Regions from separate parts of the Rattus norvegicus genome. Here region 1 is linked to region 2. Evidence: chromatin contacts called from public Hi-C data. All regions are on one chromosome and are shown on one strand. The core of a region is the stretch at or near the end of the contact, and the rest is flanking DNA. Distances in the headings are between cores, read along the strand shown.

What was found. Hi-C and Micro-C count contacts between places; a contact is called where the count stands out from the background.
Region 1: a contact with region 2 is called in a Hi-C map of kidney, with 3 times the contacts expected there. The contact joins the promoter of Sec14l1 here to the enhancer-like site in region 2. A contact is called at or near these places in 9 of 12 Hi-C or Micro-C datasets (the A7r5 cell line, the Rat2 cell line, Schwann cells and 4 more) and 1 of 1 datasets of contacts at active chromatin or transcription factors (oligodendrocytes).

What each region holds. Positions count from the first base shown.
Region 1 is chr10:102,815,631-102,820,482 of GRCr8, forward strand. Sec14l1 (SEC14-like lipid binding 1) reads left to right here and starts at 3,063. Exons shown (of 17, transcript NM_001108309.1): 1 at 3,063-3,327.
Region 2 is chr10:102,778,875-102,783,714 of GRCr8, forward strand. No RefSeq gene overlaps it. Among named protein-coding and RNA genes, the nearest start is that of Sec14l1, 37 kb to the right of the region's middle. Within about 2 kb of position 1,292, at least 56 of the 93 cell types and tissues checked have an H3K27ac peak or open chromatin away from gene starts, as enhancers often do. A contact at or near this core is called in Schwann cells and kidney, where this site is marked.

The DNA.
Region 1 (4,852 bases), core at 1,813-4,312, 39 kb after region 2:
TTTGGTCCATCTGTAGGTTACGTGGGTGGTCATCTGAAGTGTTGACGGTTGGCTGACCATAGAGGTAGACATCTTGCCAGCTGTGGACCTCATTCACGATAGCAGAGACCACAGTGTCTCTGATCACGATGCTTTTGCAGTGGGCTTTTGATCACAGGCAGCCAGATGGGGTCACGGCCACTTCCTACGGTCCTCACCTTCGTGCCTCTCTGAATGAATGGAGAACAAGTACTCTGTGCACATGTGCAGAAAATCACAGCCCCTGAAGCCATTCTTTAACTGTGGCTATGCAGAGGTCCTTGCAGATTGTCTGCCCATGATCAATAACATGAATTTCAAGATAATCAAAAGGGCTGTTGTGTGTAAGCTAAATAAATGGCAGAATATCCTTGGCCTATGTAAAATTTGGGTTGAACACCAGCACAAACAAACAAACAAACAAAAAAACCCCAAACAGTTGTTGATTTTTGTTTTTTATTCTGTTCTTATACCTCTACCTCTACAACCCCATTTTACCCTGATCCCTTCCCTTCCAACCCCTGACACTAGGTAGAAGAAAAAAGGTTAGAGGGGAAAGGGGCATAGACCTCTTTCAGCCAATAAAATAGACTACTTCCTGATGATTAGTTGTGTTGGGTTTGTGGCGGCAAGTCCAATCTTCACAAGTCCTATCTCCAACTTCAAGTCTCTGTGCTTACAACCACTTGACAAACCACAAAAGCAACCGGGGGAGGGGGGAGCAGCAGCTGCCCCCCCAACCCCAATTTACCTCCTCTCCAGAGTTCCCAGAATTAAGCTATCTGCAGCTGGCAAAAATCACACCCCTTGTTAGTGCTCTAGGCAAACCATAGTCACCTGCTGTGAAGCAGCCTCTTATCCCACCCCTTGGGATTAAAACAAAAACACATTCCCATAACATAACTGGGTTTTGTTAACACCAAACTCTCACTACGCTAAGCCACACCCTCTCCCATATATACCACATTATGCATCTAAACAAATGTTTTTTATTTGAGCTTGTTACTTTCGTGGGGTCTGGAGAGACGGCTGAGCAGTTTTGTTTGGTTTGCTTGTTTGTACTTTGGTGCATTTTTTCCCCCATAAAGATTTATTTTATGGATGTGAGTACACCATCCCTGTCCTCAGACACACCAGAAGAGGGCATCGGATCTCATTACAGATGGTTGTGAGCCACCATGTGGTTGCTAGGAATTGAACTCAGGACCTCTGGAAGAGCAGTCAGTGCTCTTAGCCGCTGAGCCATCTCCAGTTCCTGGTGCTTTGTTTTTGAGACAGGGTCTCACTAGGTAAACTTGGCTTGCCTGGAACTTGCTATGAAGACCAGCCTGGCCTCTAATTCACAGAGACTCGCTGCTTCTACCTGATGACAGGATTAAAAGCATGCACCACCATGGCCATCGCTGTGCTCTTATTCTTCCCTTTCTTCCTCCGGATTATTTTGTAGCTACTTGTGGGTATTATATTATTTTAGATAAAAATAAATTTCAGAGTCTACCCCCGAAGACATGCTCTCTTAAAATTTTCTCCTTCTTTTTATGTACGCGGATATTTTTGCCTGCCTGTAGGCTTGTGTACCCCTGGCATGCAGCGCCAGAGTCGGCCAGAAGAGGGCATTGGATCCCCTGGGCTTAGCGTTACATCCGGTTGTGAGCTGTCAAGTAGGTACTAGGAACCAAAGCCTGGTCCTCTGGAAGAGCGGTCAGTGCAGTTAAGCATACAGTTGTCTAAGTGATTTTCCCAACTCCTCTTTTTTTTTTTTTTTTTTCCCGGAGCTGGGGACCGAACCCAGGGCCTTGTGCTTGTTAGGCAAGCGCTCTACCACTGAGTTAAATCCCCAACCCCTTCCCAACTCCTCTTAATCTATCATTTAGACTCCCCCTCATCTTTCTTTAGAAATTATTTGATAAAGACTATGTCCGTTTTGCACCCCTGAGGTCTGGGCTTCTCTTGCTGTAATTTAGCACCATCCTCCAGTCTCTGTTTCCTGTTAATTTGTGGTTGCATCTGTAGGCTGGCCAGAATGGTGTGCTCCGGATAAGACCATCTCAGGAGCCATTCACTCATCTTACCCATCTCTCTCTTCCAAAGCATCTTTTAAAGGTAAATGTGACCCTTACACGTGGGCGCAAGTCATCATCAGCCCGAGTAACACGGGTAGCAGTGCAGAAAATGATGGTTTGAGTTGGAAACAAAGCGTGATCCAGCAGTGAATGATCTGCTTGTGTGGTGGGTAAACAGGTCCTGAAGGAAATGCCCAAACCCTTGTGTGCCAGGCAACCTTGAAAGTACAAGCCACCCGGGGTGACTAATGTGAACGGAACAACAGTGACATTGATGGAGAAATTGTGTGTTGCTTCTAAAACTAGCTTTGCTGTGTGGGTGGATGTGCCAGGTGTCCGCTTATAGTCACTCGCCCGCCTTGAGGACCCCTAAATGTCTCCATTCGTGCGTCTCTCAAATTTTAAAGTTGGAGACGTTGAAATGCAAGGTACACCTAGCACCCCACTGAGGCCCCTCGCTTTAGCACTTATCCCACAGTCCGACATTCCCCAGCCATCTGGATGTGTTGACAAGGGTGCTTGGGTTACACCCAGCTCCTCCCCACCCTGTTCGCTCCATCTCCTTTACTAGGCCAGAATGCAATCAGGACACTCTGAGCGCAGGACGCTTCTGAGCCACCGAGAAAAAAAAAAAAATGAAGCCCACGGAGAAGCTCAGACAGCGCAGGCGCGCAGAATTCAAGCTGGAGGCTCAGCTTAGCTGACACCCCGTAGTGGTCTCAGTTCCCGCTCCGCGGAAGGACCCCCGGCAGGAATGCGTATTTGAATTTTTTCTGGGGTCTCTGTCTGCTAATTGCGAAGCTCCGCCCGTTGCACAGCCCTTCCCCCTCCCCCTGAAGCCAAGAGAAGGAGCCTCTGAGGCTAGCTCAGAGTCGGGGTAGACCACGTCCTGAGCCCCTCCTACGCACGCGCGGATAGGTAACTCGAGCATGCGCAGTAGGGCCCCAAGACAGCCGGGCGGCCGCCCCTCCCCCTCCCTAGCAACCGCCTCCCGCTCCTTCCCCCGCCCCCTCGGCCTGGTATGCGCACGCGCGTCCCTTCCGGGTTGGTCCCTCCCTCCCCGTCACCCGTAACAACCACTCGAGCCCTCGCCGCGCCCCTCGGCCCTCCCGTCCCGGCCCCCGTCCCCGGAACCGGCGGTCGAGTGGCGGCAGCCGAGCCTGTGGCACGGCTCTCTCCCCACGGAGCCGCCGGCATGAACGCATCCCGCCACCCCGCGTCCCCGACCCGGTCCTTCTGACAAGAGGTAAGCGCGCGTCGTCGTGGAGGGTAGGAGCGCGCCCGGGTCCCCGCCTCCAGCCGGCTCTCTCTGCCGCGATGGCCGGGGGCGCTCGCCATCTCCGGGACTGGGGAGCCAGCCGGGTCCCTCCGCCGCCGCCGCCGGAACCCAGCCAGCCCCCTCCGTCCAGCCCTGGCCTGAAGGGAGGCGCTCCCCCGGGGCCGACCCTGGGCTGATTTTCAAACACCAATTATCATGCAACAGAGGCAGCCCCGGCCTCCGGTGCCATTTGGTCACTCCGGATGCCCGCGCAGGGTGTGGATCTGGACTAGACCTCCTAAAGCCGAGATTTGTCCCAAGTTCAGGGAGCTGGCGAGCAAGCTGGTCTTTCTGTGTAGTCACTTTGGGTAAGAGTTTCTTAATACAGGCAGCACGCAGCGCTTGCATCTTCTCCCATACTCATCAGCACCCGGTAATCATACTCCTTTTATTTGGGAGATACCCGATAACTAATTTTCTCAATTAAAAAAATATAAACGATTATTAGATTCCCCACCGCGCGCCAGCGTTGTAAGGTTTACGAGAGTGAATGGAACGCGGTCTCTGCGCTCCAGGACGCGTCAGCGCCTGAATCGAGATTAATGAAGGTTTGAGTTTGGAGAACTGAGGAGTCTGGCTCCTGGCCTCTTGGTTTGAGAACCGGGAGTGTTAGATCCCTCTCACGGAGATGGAATCTGGAAGGCGAATAGCATGCTTGAGGTCACCTAGAGTTACTAGCCTTTGTAGTTTTCCAACTGTTGGAGGGTGGTTTTCCAGCATAACCTGCTTCTTCCGAGTGCTATGCCAAGCAGACCAGACAAAGTTCCAGACCTGATTAAGGCAATGTAAACATTGTAGAAGTTGTAGACAGCTGTAGATAGCAGTCCTCCGAAGTATATCAGAGTAGGGATTTTTGTTTTTTGTTTTTTTGTTTGGTTTGTTTTTTAAACAGCTGTAATTTGCAATACCTAGATACTTAGTTTTGAACTTTTGATTGTCTTTTGAGTGTACACAAATAAAATAACATCCTTATTGATTGAGCCTCAGCAGGACTACTGGGCTCGCTGGATTCTCCTTCCTTTTTATATTTCTGTTTGTTTCTCTCCTCCTCTTTTAAGTAGGTGAGCAAAATGTTCTAGATGGCTCTGAACACAAGGGTGTTTGCAGAGAAAGCTGCCCTTGCCAGCGCTGGAGTGATTCTGTATGCGAAGGAGGGCTCCTTGACCTCAGGCCTGAGCGTGTAATTGGTTGCTTTGCGGGATCACATCTTCAGGAGGCTGGAGGGTTTTGGAACCCCTTAGCTGGAGCTGGGCCGTCTCCCTGCTATTTGTAGACAGTCTCTGAAACTGGAGCATACTATTAGAAAACAGGAAAAGACGAAGTTCCCTTTGAAACCAGCCCTTAAGGGGTATTCATCATTTAAGAAAACAGTAGGGTTGGGGTTGGGGATTTGGCTCAGTGGTAGAGCGCTCGCCTAGGAATCGAAAGGCCCTGGGTTCGGTCCCCAGCTCCG
Region 2 (4,840 bases), core at 42-2,541:
ACCAAGAGTCCACTGCTTGGTCTGTGAGACAGGAATGACTTGGAACGTACTGTGTAGGCCAGGCTAGACACAAACAACCCCCAATCCTGCGTCAGCTTCCCAAGTACTGGGATTATTTAAAACAGTATGCTAGGGCTGGAGAGATGGCTCAGTGGTTAAGAGCCCCCTGACTGCTCTTCCAGAGGTCCTGAGTTCAATTCCTAGCAACCACATGGTGGCTCACAACCATCTGTAATGGGATCTGATGCCCTCTTCTGGTGTGTGTGAAGACAGCTACAGTGTATTCACAAACATGAAATAAATCTTTAAAAAAAAATAAGACAGTATCCCATTCTGTAGTCCAGCCTAGCCTCAAGTTCACGGTCATGCCTGGGTCTTCATGGTGAGGTGCAAGTGCCACCACCATGCTGAGTGTGCGCTGGGACCTCTGAGGCAGATGTTTGCCCAGAGCAGGGAAAGGACTAGTGAAGAGGTGATCAAATCACAGGGTAGGGTGGCCTGAGCTCCAGCACCAAACCCTCTAAATTCCACCCCAGGCGGCCTCCTCTGCTGCCGTCTTACTGACTGCACAGCAGTCAGCTTCTAGCTCAACGCTGGGACTCGGGAACTACAGACTCCACGGAAGCCTAGGATATTTACTGCACATGGCTGCAAGAGTTCCCAGCCAACCTGTTTCCTTCTATCTGCTCTATCAGATCCCCTGACCCTGCGGCTGCCTACACATGCTAGGCGCTGACTAGTTGACCCCAGACAGCATAGGCATGCTTAAGATGTGGCCTCGGCATGTCCTGGGCAGGCCCGGCCCTCTGCCTCCCTGGATTACATAAGGAATAACCCCATGAAATTAGTGGTCCAGAAAGCCTTAGTGCCTGAGAGAAAGCTCGGTTGGTAAAGTGCTTGCCTGGCGAAGCAAGGACACACCAAGGACCTCTGATCCCCAGTACCCAAGCAAAAGTTATCTGGATGTGGTGTTTAATCCCAACCCAGGAGTGACAGAGGCAGGCAGATCCTAGGGCTCCCTGCCCCCCGGTCTAACCTACTTAGTAAGTTCCAGGCCAGTGAGAGAACATGTCTCGAAAGCAAGTGGACAACACCTGAGGAAAAATACCCCCGAGGTTTGCAAAAAGAAGTCCTCAAACGCTAAAGCGCTTGTGATGTGGGATTTTTTTACTTCTCTTTCTGTCCACTAGAGGGCGCAATCCTACACCAGGCACTCTGCAGAGGCCAGCACTACAAAGGGTAGGATCGGTTTGGGTTTGAAGCCAAGATTTCTTTCACCAGAAAGCTATGCGGGAGGTGCAGCTGCAGGGCGGGGCTCTCGCTTAGGAATCCATCACTTGGTCCCAGTTGTACACCGTTCTGGGATATACTCACATCCTGGAGCAGCTGACCACAGTCTGGGCTTGTGCAGTGGAGGGCAAGCGCATGTTCTAATGTGCCTCCCCATGCAGAGACGGATTCCCTGAGCTGTAAGGGTTCAACAGCAGTTCTCAACCCGTGTGCTGCAACCCTTTTGGCAAACTTGTGTCTCCAAAAAATATTTATATTCTGACTCGTGCCAGCAAAATTACAGTTATGAAGTAGCAACAAAAAAATAATAATTTTATGGATAGGGATCGCCACAGCATAAGGGAATGTATTTAAGGGTCACAGGGTTAGGAAGGTTGAGAACTGCTGGGTTTTAAGCGTCCAAGGCAAGAACAGCTGTACTTAACGCTGAAAAGTACAGACAAGATAGAGCCAGCGAGGCTGGATTACTGGTTGCCGTGCCCTCGGAAACCAACCTTGAATGGAAAGGAAAGGCCAGGATTCCAGAGCTTGGTTCTCTGAGCCTGGTTTACGCCTTTCTGATGGATCAAACACATTTAGTTGAGCTTTCTGATGGATCCCAGTGAAGTTTAATTGAGCACTGACTGCTGGCCTAAGTGGCTACGGACACCCTCTGGGAACTTCCGATCCCTGGGGGAAGACAGGAAATACATCAGAGAAGGTGTGGGGGAAGGAGAGCAGTTCAGCTGTCCTAGATGGAGACTGTTGTTTTCAGTCCTAGGTAAGAAAACCCGGAAATGCCAAAGACATGACCTTTAGCAAAACCTAAAGTCAGAGAGTAAGTGGAGAGAGTTCGGAAGAGCCCCTTGCAGAGAGGAGATCATCAGGGCTTTGGGGGATGCTGGGCCAGTCTCCTAAGGCCAACGGCCTGGGAAGTGGGAAGCTTTAGCTTCGTGCTAAAATCGGTGCCTGCTTTCTTCTGTGGAGGGGGTAGGAAAGTGTACCTCTCAGGATGCAGTTTACACAAGAAGCCTTTCTTCTTGTGCTGACACATATGAAAGGACACACACACACACACACACACACACACACAGTCTTTACCTGAGGGATAAGGGAAGTAGAACACACTGACAGGTACAGACGGTCCCGGTAAAGACCTTGACAGTTCACCATATCTAGAAGCCTGCTGCCCCCACCATAGGGTTGATGTGCATGAGTGTGCCCTTGGGTGCATGAGTGCGTGTGTGTGTGTGTGTGTGTGTGTGTGTGTGTGTGTGTGTGTGTGTCCGTGCACCTGTTGTGCTAAGGTTTGAACATAGGGCAGGTATTCATTCCTCCACTGAGCCACACCCCCCCCCCCTTCAGTTTTACGGTTTATTTTGAGACAGACTTGATACATTGTAGCAGCTGGGCCTTCAACCCATCTCTCTGTAGCCTAAATTTACAGGCCTTGTATTTGTGAGTGGTTTGCCTGGGCCTCCAGGGCCTGCACCTCCAAACCCAGCTCGCCTGTGCATGCCCCAGCTCCCATTCCCATCCCTGCCTCAGCCCTCCCAGGTGGGAAGCCCTTAGGACTTGGCTTTTCAACAAAGACTGGACGTGTTTGTTTCATTTAAGTCGCTGTTTAAACTGCTAACTGGAAGACTACAGAGGAACATTCTCTTATAATCTTTACAAGTAGAAGCCTGTCTGGGTTCACATAGAACAACTATTTATTCTGGTTTTTGTTTCCAGATCAATTATGCCGCTACAGCAGAAAATGGCTCTGTCCTTGCCTGCGTGTAAGTCATTGGAAGGTCATTTGTCCCCAGACTGTCAGTTGGGAGAATTATGTAATGGTTACGCAACTCCTACAGGATGCAGCCGCCGCCATCAGCCACCTCGGGCAAAGCAGCTGGGTGAAAGGCAGACTCTGACTTCCTATCTCTCTTGGTGATATAGGTTTGAACCAGGGCCTCGAGCAGCTTAGGCAAAGCTCCACCTCCAAGCTCCACGCCCAGCCCTGTGGCTCCTCCTTTCCCAAGTCTGAACTCACGCTTGAACTGTAGTTGCCAGTCTTCTGACCCCACCTCCTGGTTGCCTAGTTATAGGAAGCCCTGCCCCTGAAATGTCCCATCTTTTTGTTTTGTTTTGTTTTTTTTTTTTTTGTTTTGTTTTGTTTTGTTTTTTTTTTTTTTTTTGGTTCTTTTTTTCGGAGCTGGGGACCGAACCCAGGGCCTTGCGCTTCCTAGGTAAGCGCTCTACCACTGAGCTAAATCCCCAGCCCCCTTTTTTTTTGTTTTGTTTTGTTTTGTTTTGTTTTTTTTTTGAAATGTCCCATCTTTGTGCCAGAATCCTTCACCCTTTTGAAAGTTAGTTGGGGGAAAGAAGGCAAGCAATCTGAAAGGGTCAAACTGAAGTAAAACCTCCACTTCCAACATGGCCGGTCCCCTTTCTGTTTCCAAGGAAGGATGATAGACCATTCTGACTTACCTTGTCCTTGCTGGTTGACATCCTCCCTGGCAGGCTTGGATGAAGAAGCCCTTTCTGACCACCATCCTCTCCCAGGACCACCATCCTCAGGACTCCAGACTTTACCATGTGCAGAGCTGGCTTCAGGGTTAGGCTATTAAGCGTGTGTTAAAATACCCACCAGCTGTGACAGCAGCAGGCAGGGACCTGCCCAGCATCCTCGGTCCCCTCACTGTCCCCTTGGCTGCTTTGTTTGTCCCTTGGCAGGGCAGCCTTTGACCCCCTTGCTAAGCCATCCCACACTTCCTCCTGGCCCAGAAGCAGAACCTTATTCCAGAATAATCACATTATATGACCTGCCCCTCCCCATTTTTCTTTTCAGAAGTGTGGAGCCCACTGAGATGACTTAGTTTAATATGTGTTAAAATCTGTGCGTGGAGCTGGAGATGGCTCAGTGGCTCAGTTCACTTACTACTCTTCTAGGGGACCTGGGTTACATTGCCAGCTCACACACACTCCAGCTCTAGGGGAGCCAACACCCTCTTGTGGTTTCCACAGGCCCTCGTGTGCATATGAGTGACTGGAATTAGCGTGCGCGCGTGCTCGCACACACACACACACCACAAATGCAAAGTAAAAAAAAATTTTTTTAAATAACAAGAAGTATGTGTGACACTTTTGTATGCAAGGGTCACTGTTGTTGTATAAATATAAAAAATTTAAAAAAAGTAAAGTTGTCTTTTATCCCCACTAGGTCACACCGTGGTGCCCCCAAGATATCTGCTAGATATCTCGGCAGAAACACATCCCAATTCCGTGGCGGCCCAGTGTCTCCTGCCGCCGCACACTTTCCTACACTCAAACCATCACATAAAAGAACACACAACACAATAACCTTTGACCCAATTGGTAAGATATAATTGCACACCTAAACATACAAAGCTCAGTACCATCCATCCCTTAAGAACATTAATAACCTGTAAATACACAGAGCAGAATCTTAACATCACCTGCCATGGCTTCTTTCCCTCTTCCTCCTGTCTCTTTCTCCTTTCCATTCCTCCTCTTCCTTCAAACTTCTTACATCCTTCCTTCTCATCCAATGACAGGCCTCCTTCTA